Regions from separate parts of the Lactuca sativa genome. Here region 2 is linked to region 1. Evidence: chromatin contacts called from public Hi-C data. All regions are on one chromosome and are shown on one strand. Each heading gives the region's core, a stretch centred on a gene start, on an enhancer-like site or on the middle of the called end of the contact. The rest is flanking DNA. Distances are from core to core; before and after follow the strand shown.

Evidence for each region. A called contact is a pair of places that touch in the nucleus more often than the background predicts.
Region 2: a Hi-C map of bud shows a contact between it and region 1, with 7 times the contacts expected there. The contact joins the promoter of LOC111919297 here to the promoter of LOC111919298 in region 1. A contact is called at or near these places in 4 of 4 Hi-C or Micro-C datasets (bud, leaf and seed).

The regions. Positions count from the first base shown.
Region 1 is chr8:204,897,214-204,902,268 of Lsat_Salinas_v11, reverse strand. LOC111919298 (heavy metal-associated isoprenylated plant protein 26) reads right to left here and starts at 2,740. Exons shown (of 2, transcript XM_023914904.3): 1 at 2,560-2,740; 2 at 1-642. The coding sequence starts at 2,643. The coding sequence ends at 262.
Region 2 is chr8:205,050,521-205,055,575 of Lsat_Salinas_v11, reverse strand. LOC111919297 (basic leucine zipper 23) reads left to right here and starts at 2,230. Exons shown (of 4, transcript XM_023914903.3): 1 at 2,230-2,462; 2 at 2,646-2,686; 3 at 3,031-3,920; 4 at 4,030-4,234. The coding sequence starts at 3,125. The coding sequence ends at 4,055.

The sequences.
Region 1 (5,055 bases), core at 1,491-3,990:
ATAGATAATTCATTATAAAAAAAATATACAAATATCAAAACAAAACCTATCCACTATAAAATACGACAAAAAAAAAAGAACTAAAAGACAACAAAATAACCCATAGACCCGACACTATTTTTTTTTCCCCTTTTCATCATTTTTCTACAAATAAATAAACATTAAACATGGCTCTGACATATGCACCAATACTTATATTTGCTTGTATATTTAGAAGTCATTTTGGTTAACTTTTAAAATTTCAAAATACTCTCCGACCAATCACATGATGGCACATGCGGCCGGATTCTCATCACTGAAAGCAGTGGTGTACCGAACTTCAGTAGAGCTGGCTCGTGCCAACTGGTTGTGTGGATCTTCAACGTACCGCACATATCCAGCCGGTGCCTTTTTGTCATACACACCTTGCGCGTATGGATGTGCCACAATATCATATGGCACATAAGGCCAGAGTTCTACCTTTTTACCAGTACGATGAGCCACACGAGATAAAACTTTGTGTGGTTCAACGTATCCAACAACTGTAAGCTTGTGCTGTTTTCGTTCAACAGTTACAGATGTCACGCCTTTCATCCCTTCTACTGATTTCCTCACTTTCCTTTCGCAACCATCACAATCGATCTTCACTTTGATCTCCACCGTCTATTACATGACACAAAAACTCAAATTAGAAAAAAAAAATTACTATAGATTCTTTACATAAAAGAAATAGCAATGTATTTTATTAATTTGTTTATTATAGCAACTTATTTTTCATATATTTTGTATCATAACATTAAACATTAAAAAGTGTTTGTCATCCAACTACAAACAAACTTTTAATAGAAAAATAAAGATACAATATTATAATGAGATAGATTTTACAAAGCAAATAATTTTTAAATAGAAAAATATAAAACACAAAATTATAATATATAAATAAATAAAATATTATTTCTTTTTCTATGTTCTAAATATAAAATAGAGTTTTGAATATTCGGTACTTCACTTTATGAATTTTGTGGCATGTTCATACTTGATATGAGAAAGGTGGCAAGAATTTATTTGGTGAATGGGAATGGTTAGCGGCGGATAAGGGGGAGTGACAAATAAATTGTGACATTTAGTGCCATGCCAAAACAAATCGGCATAATGTCTATGTGGGCCAATCTGGACCACTTTTTGGTCAACTCAAACATGCATCGTGGGACTTCTATTTAGATTGATATCTAACCATTTGGTTGATTATGTTTATTAAATTTATAAATATTTTAGAAAAAAAATATAGGAAACAATTTTGTTACACAGAATAAACGCAAAACAATCTTAATCTTATACTGTATTTGATATTTTTACTAAACTGAAATGGATTGAAATGAATATCAACAAACAATCTTATCCAAAAAAGACAAATACTCTCGTATATTCAAATGACGTAAATGTCCCTAGGCATGACCCACTAGAGAACATGTATGAATTGTTTTTCTTATTTAATAAGTACTATGAAGTATGAACTAACATAAAATACGACTATAAGGCATCACAATTAAAATTAAAATTATTGATGATCATTCATGGCACATGATTACTAGAATATAGAAATATTAATGTTGTTATGATTAATATCAAAGCACTTTATATAGAAAGAGTACAAAAGTTAATCATTAAAGCTTTCAATAATACCATATAAATTGAATAGCCAGGTTCTGATATGTTACCAATTATACCCAAAAAAATAATAATATATTTCTTTAGTAATTTGAAATAAAAGTTATTACACTTATTTAAAGATTCAAAAAGCATATAACTTTATTTTTTAGTTAGATTAAATATGTGAAAAGCCACCAAAAAGCTATCTAGCGGTATTAATATTCTTTTTTTTTTTTTTTAAATTTTGTGCTGTGTTGTCTTAGACATGAGAAAAAGCCAAACAAGGCTGTAAGCATCATTCCTTTTGCTTTCATTAGCTAGGCTTTCTCTATCATCTTCCTAAAGGCAGACAAGTATCATCAAATAACCGAAGCATTACATTTGTACAACTTTTAATGCACAATGTACAAACCCACACCAGAATATACTACTATTTTCTTGATTGTTTTAAAAAAATCATTTTTTTTGCTAGAAATTGATATGAACAACGGAAATAACTTGAGATCAAGAATTCCGATCCTAAAATCAGTGTTCGTGAATCGTTATTTGTGTTCATTTTTTCAAAATCTTCTTTCGAATTTTTAGCTGGAAGTAAAAAATCACAAGTGAATTTGAGTTAAAAACTCGAAATCGAAAAATATGATCCCTAATTTTACGTTCGTGTATATGTGATCTTATTTCATAATCGATTTACCAATTTTAAATATCTTGAGAACACGAACGCCGATCAAACAGCGGACATAATTTCAGAAGAAATCTGAATATGTCAAATTCAAACTCTACTGGATCTGAGTACCACTCGAATCAATTATATTTGGCTACAGAATTTTCCTTCTATATATGTGATCGAGTGTATGTGTTCATGGAGTCATTAGAATAAAATCTGTAGACAATAAAGCAAAAATCGAATGCAATTAAGCTGTATTTTACCTGTAACTGCTTGCGCTTTTTGTACTTTCTATTGCTTCCACCTCTGCAATCGAATATGTTGGAAAGATGATCAAGAGCTCCCATGGCTGCTTTCTCTCTGTTGGTTTAGATATTTCTACTCTGACAACGGTAATATCTCACTTGATAGCTAGTTTTCTTTTCTAGTTTACTTAGTCAATACGGTTTTGAAAACAGGCGTTAGCTAGCTTCATATATTTATAGTGGAAATGGAATGTCGTATTGGCCCTTGTGATTTATTTGTTAGTTATTCAAGGCCTTGAAGTTTTGAGAAGTTGCTATACAGTCCTCTAAGTTAAGTCAAAGTGAGTTGTCAGGGAGGAAGAGTGTGGCAAACATAATTGTATATTTGTATCATTTAAGTTTCAAACATGTGAAGAAAGTAAACAGGATAGCAAACATAAGTGAAATTGAAATATAATACGTAATGATAACAAACAATATTGATTATGATTTATGAACATTTAGTAAGTGTTAGTTGTAGCTCGTGTCAATGGGCACAGTATTTTAGATGATGACTTAGGGCCTTTAAATTTTTAAGGCCTTACTTTTATATGCTTTATTATTTTAGTATAAAAAACCTGATATATATCGTATACAACAGTTGAGTAGAAAAGAGAAAGAAAATAAAGTAAAAGAAAATAAACAAAAAATGTTAGAATACTAAAGATAAATTTATAACAACGACATTAAAAAAACAATAACAAAAAAGGTCACCCTCTTTTACTAATTATTTCATTGTAAGATTCTAATTTTTTTTTTATATATTGCCTAGGGCCTCAAATCGCCGTGTTTAATATATTACTTGTTTTTAGTTTTGATGGGTGTTTACACATGAGTTTTGAATGTTATGTTAGTTACAGTGTATTGAACTATAAAGTTGATTGATTTCTCACATCTTGATTTTATTTTTAATTGAGCTTAATCATTTGTGGGTTAGCCATGAAAAGAGTTGTCAACGTTGTTGTTTTAATGCGCCATTTCCAAAACTATGTGACCTTAGAGTGAGCTTTTTTTTCTTTGATCTTGCATGAGCATTGCCAAACTATTCTTTTCCCCGAGGACATGCCAACCCACTCACATGGAGATGCAGCTTTGCTCTTTGATAAAAGATTATGTGGGTCGATTGAGGACATTGTAGTTTGTGAATGTCCTTTCCTTAGGGACATCCAATGGCGACTTGCTTGGTTACCCATTAGGTTTGGTGGTTTGTGGTTGTACGCAGCGGTAGAGACTTCCTCATATGCTTTTCTGGCCTCACAACCTAAATCGTGGTGTCACATGACCATATCTTACGAGATAACAACATATGTGGTATGAATTCTGATTATGTTTGTGTTTTGGCTTGTCTTTGTGGTATGATTCCAGAATTTGACTTTAGAGCTTTCACTAATAAGGAAATTTTCATCCTAACGTCCAACATGCATTGGCAAGTGTTATTTTTAATAAAATTGTCCAAGACATGAAAATATATTTCGACATGACTGTTAGACAGTATGTAGTTTCTGAGTGTCTACGTGCACTTTATGTTCATGATTTTCTTATGGTTATTCCTATTAATGGTCTTGGCCAACATATATCATCCGTGAAATATCGTGCTATCCTCAAGTAAACCTTCTGATAACTTGATTTCCAGTTGACGAGATATGTCATATTTGTCACAAGACATGCTTGGACTCTTTTAGGGAGCATACAATACATTGTATAGAGCTCTCGGGTTTTAAGTACCGACACGATCTAGTGAGGGATGTTCTTTTAACATATTTAAGAGTGTCGAGGTTTCTTACAATAAAGAGACACATGTGAACTTTTTGACTGACCCGCTGGAAGGAAGATCAATACTTCGACCAACTGATGTTTTAGTTTTTGGATGGATATAAAGAAAACACAAATGTGTAGATCTAATAGAGATATCCACTCTTGTTTGCTTGGGGAGTGGGGTTTTTGTTATGGGCAGACTGTTTTAAAAGTTATTTCATGCAAAGTAATAAAACATGATAAAAACAAGCATGGAAAATCAATATACATTTATATTATTTGCGTTTGGTACATGTGTTTTTAATATGTCAGATGTGAAACTCCTCAATATAGTCCAATGGGTCATGCATAATAATGTTATGACCGTTAGATCTATAGATGTGGTTTTTAAAAGAATTAAATTCGTCACCCAAAAAATGTTAACAATATATTTTGTTGTTTTTTTACCCGTTACTACTATATAAAATTTTTAAAATTATGAAGCAAAAAAGATTTAACTATAAAAGGTTCAATGAAACATATTTATAAAAAGTATTACAAAACCTAATTTATGATATTTATTTAAGTGTTGATTTGTATTTTCCAATTGTTGACTAAGAAAACTTATGGTCAACCAAGTCACTAGACGTTATGACAAGTGTATTACTTATATTATGTATAACATAACAATCACATAAAATTATATATTCGAAATGATGGGACATTTAACCATTGATACCG
Region 2 (5,055 bases), core at 981-3,480, 150 kb before region 1:
TTTTCCTAAAGTAACTAAGATTGAAAAATTATAAAAACATTTAGTTACTTTATAGATCATTATACTTATTAATGAGGAATTAGTTGCCCTATCATACCCGTTCGGCTAACGACCCTCCACTAGTCAAGAGTGCGGTGGGTAAGAGTGGATACCCAATGGCTGTCATTTTATAGGCCGCTTCTTCAAACACCCTTATAGACCAACTTCGTGAATAAGACCTACTAACGGTAAGACCAGCTCGTCTTATACATACATACATACATACATACATACATATATATATATATATATATATATATATATATATATATATATATATATATATATATATTAATCTTATAATATTATAATAGTATAAGGGTTGAATTTTAAACTTGTAAAATTCTAGGGTTTAGAATTTAAATATTTCAAAATTAAAACTATTAATCAAAAATTTAAATTCCAAAACTTGATGACAAGTTTTGAAAATTTTCAAAACCTTCTAGATCAAATTTCAAATAATTTAATTAATCACATAACTTGTGATTATCTAAATTTGATCTAATTCAATTTATGGAAAGATAATTCATATTAAATAATACTAATAATTTATTTTATCATATAAACAAGTAATTATCTTATTATTTAACAATTATCTTATAATTGGATGAGGATAACCAATACTATATTGAAAAAATCGAATTTTATCAGTTAAAAACGTTTATGGTAATTATCCCAAACCAATTCAAGTCAAAATCCCGAATAATCTGCTAACAGACGAGCCAACTCGTCGAGTCACAACCCTGACTCGTCGAGTTCATCAGGGGACTCGACGAGTTCATCAGGCATCAGCAGATTTTTCGACTTTTTCAACTTTGAACAATTTAACTATGCATCAAATATAATATAAAAATGACCTAGACTCTGATATCACTGATAGGTTTTGAGCAAAACATCAATCCTATGGTGCACATGCAAACCCTAAAGCTTTGGATCTAGGTTTTTCTAGTTGTACATACAACAATCATCCAAAGCTTGTATATCCTAAATCTATCATATAGAAATCGAAAACTATGACTAAAACAAGTTAGAAACATACCTTTCAATTGTAGCTTGATAACCTTGAACCTTTAAGAACTTAACACCTCAAATGTGATGTCTCTAATAGACCACAAACACCAAAAGCAATTGGAGAATATTAGAGAGAGAGAGAGAGGGGGGGGGGGGGAGGAAGGCTAATTTCGGCTGTAGGGATCCTTAGGGTTCAGTGTAGCCGAAAAGCAAATGCCAAGGGGGTCTTTATATATGTAAAGAATTAGGGTTTCAGTCAAATACCTAATCCGGTTGCTTAAGCCTTAAGTAGCCCATAGAAATCTTCTAGAACACCTAGTCTTGGACGAAATCCTTATGGGCTTCTATAAGGTTTTGTCCACCCCTTTCCTAAGGGTTCCTCAGCCCATATTTCAATTATCTTATAATTACAATATCAGTCTCCTTAATTTAATTAACATCTTTTGACAACAAAATTAATTCTAAATTAATTTTTGACCAATATTAATTAAATAATATGATTTCTCTTTTAATATATTATTCTCATAATATATTAATAAATCACATTTATCCTCTTTCTCCATTATTCATCTAATCAAGTGGTTTTGGTTAAGGCAACCCAAAAGGACCATACTACTATTGGGTTAAGTACATATCAAATATAGTTATGCGCTTAGAGACCTAATCCAACAATAAATATATAATACATCAAAAAATAAGACATAAAAATACATAAAAATATGTAAAATATTTAAAAATACATATAAATACGTTTATACATTTAAAAACTTAAAAAGAAATACATAAATATGAAAAAATAGATATAAATACATAAAAAATATGTTTATACATTATATATACAAATTTGACGAAATCTTTAAAACCCATTATTTTGGAAAAATTAATTATTTGGTCTTATGACCTGAATAGGTAAAAAAGAACTAAAATAAAAAATAAACATTTTTTTGGAGTTTTCTATTAAAAAAAAGGTAAATAGTCGAACCTTTTTTTTTTTTTTTTTTTTCTTTTTTTAGGATTTTAATAAAAAATTTCTTAAAATATGGAGATTTTTTTAAAGATTTTCTTAGATTATAAGCTAAAACCACTTTTCTATTAAAAAATAAAGATTAAGATAAACAAAATAACCCTGAAGACGGCATCAATTTCTTTTCGTTCCCTTTCCTTTACCTTCGTTAAAATTCGCTAAATCGACATTTTTGATCGTACAATTATTAAAAAAAAGTCTCCCCCGTTCTTTGTACTTCTGCAGATTCCTTAAACGAATGGTCCTTCTTCGATCATTTTCATCTCGCCATTGATATCAAATTATCAATCCCTTTTCTAGGGTTTCTTCCCCTTGCACACTTACCATCTCTGGTTTCAGGTCTTACAACTCGGTTGAGCGATTCTGATAATTCTAGGGTTTCTTCAAGGTAACTTTGCTCTTTCAATTTACGAATTTCTGTTTAAATTCTTTAGACTTTTAATCAATTTCTCTTCGATTCGTGGAAATCGCACAGCACTGGTGTTAATCAAGTTCTTTAATCAATGTTTGTGGATTTTTAGCGTTCTTCTTTTTCCTCGAAACTTATTATCTCTATTTTCTGAATTTACAGGTCAGTCGAGCAATTCTCCGGATTGTAGGGTTTGTTTACAGGTAAATCATTTAATTAATCCCTCAACTTTTTTTATTCGACCAAAGCTCGATTATTGAGAAACGCATTACAATTGCGTGGCTCAAGACCTTTTACATTGTTTTTGCAAATTTTTGCTTTTCTTATTCTTCACTCTAGAATTACTATCTCTGTTATCGGTTTTGCAATTATCCATGGTTTTAGCCTTTTAGGGTTTCCTTCCACCTCTTTTAATCTGACAATCCGTTTGAAGTCTTCAACTTTTTGATTGATCGCATTCCGACCCTTTCGAGATTTTCATTTAATTTGTTTTACACGAATTATCTCAAACATCTAACATGTTGATTCATCTTTCTTGAACTCATAGGGTTTCAATTCCGACACAATAAGAACTGAAGTTCATCGAGACAAATGGGTTAAAACATTCATCCAAGTTACAAACCTAATCACCAATTTCAACAATGGAGGACGGAGAACTCGATTTCTCAACCCAAGAAATGTTTCCACCTCCAAACATCGGTGACATTCCCAGCAATGATTCAATGGACAGTTTCTTTGATGACATTTTCAAGGACACACATGCATGCACCCACACCCACACATGCAACCCACCAGGCCCTGATTCCTCCCACACCCACACCTGCTACCACGTCCACACCAAAATCGTTCCCGCCATTAGTGGAGATGATGACAAAACCCCAACAGATGACACTGCAGAGTCAGCAGAAAAGAAAGGTAAAAAACGACCTATAGGAAACCGTGAAGCTGTAAGAAAATATCGGGAAAAAAAGAAAGCACGTGCTGCTTCTTTGGAAGATGAAGTGGTTAGATTAAGAGCTTTGAATCAACAGTTAATGAAGAGGATTCAGAGTCAAGCAGGATTGGAAGGTGAGGTGGCAAGATTGAAGTGTTTGCTTGTGGATATTAGAGGGAGAATTGAAGGTGAAATCGGGTCTTTTCCTTATCAGAAGCAGAATCTAGTTGGGAATAATGTGGGGAGTGTTAATTTGGGTGGTGGGTATGTGATGAATCCTTGTAATATGCAATGTGGGGATCAGGTTTATTGCCTTCATCCTGATGGAAAAAGTGCAGAAGATGCTTCAATACATGATCCAGGTGTTAATGGGTGTGAGTTTGAGAATTTGCAATGTTTGGGGAACCAAAATTCGTTGCTGAATGGACTTCCAGGGTGTGGAAATGAAGATGGTTTTCCTGTAGCCAATCCGAATCCGCCAGGTGGACGAACTAAACGAAAAGGTAAATAATAAATGAATAATAAGCTATTTTAATTGTTTGGATATTAGAATATTAAAAACACTTATCGACTTAAATAATGAGTTTTTGATAAGTTACTTTTTCACTACAGGTTCTCGTACAGCAGTGTCCAAATGAAGTGATCTGCCATTGTTTCTGTGTTAATGGTTTTTGAAGTTGGATTGTTCTCTATTAGTTGGGTTTATGAGTAGTAGGATCGTTTTTGTTCTGTTTAGTCAAACATAATGGAAGAAAATGCTTCTTGATGTGTCATGTGCTTAAATAATGTTTTTGTGAAATTAAAATGTTTTCTCTTATGATGCTTGCATGTGTTTGGTTCTTTTTGGGGTATCTTAAGTTTTGTGAAAATGCTTCTTTGGCAATTGCCACCTCTCTAGTGATGATGATGATGATGATGATATAAGGAGTTGATTTGATCTTGTTTATATGTTTTTTCAGAAGTTTTTTATATTGTAGATTTGATTTGAGGAAATTAGAAAACCCATGGAAGAAAAAGATAACTCCTGCTTTGGTGATGTGAACTTCTGTAAGTAGTTTTAATTTAACTAATAAATTTATTATATTCTTCAATTGCAAAGTGTTGTGAGAATAAAAAAAAAAAAGCACACCAGGGGCAAAAACGAGATTAGTGATCCAGGTGGAGACTCGACAAAAAACGGACAAAGCAACAAGAAGTACAAAGAACTAATAAAAACACCTCTACCAAAAAACTAAACAAACAAGACAACCTCGAACAATAAAAAAAAACACACCAGGGGCAAAAACGACAAAACACCAAGAAGAAGCCAAATCAAAAGGAAGACAACAGCTGCATCAACTAGCAAGGTGAAGGAGAAAAAACCAAGGGAACCACGATCCAGAAAAGCCAAACATCAAACACTAGAGATCACAGGGGTAGAATTGTCCAACGAAACACCAAAGAGAAGATGAGAAAAGCATTAAGCACCACTAAGATTACCCCACCAAAACCCCAATCACCCCCAAGCAATTAAGTACAAAGAAAGCAGGATACGGGAGCCTAACTACATATGCCAATATATTGCTTTGAATTTAGATCTTGTCATCAACCAATTAAACGTGAACATGCTAATGTCATCCACAATTAACAACACAGCAT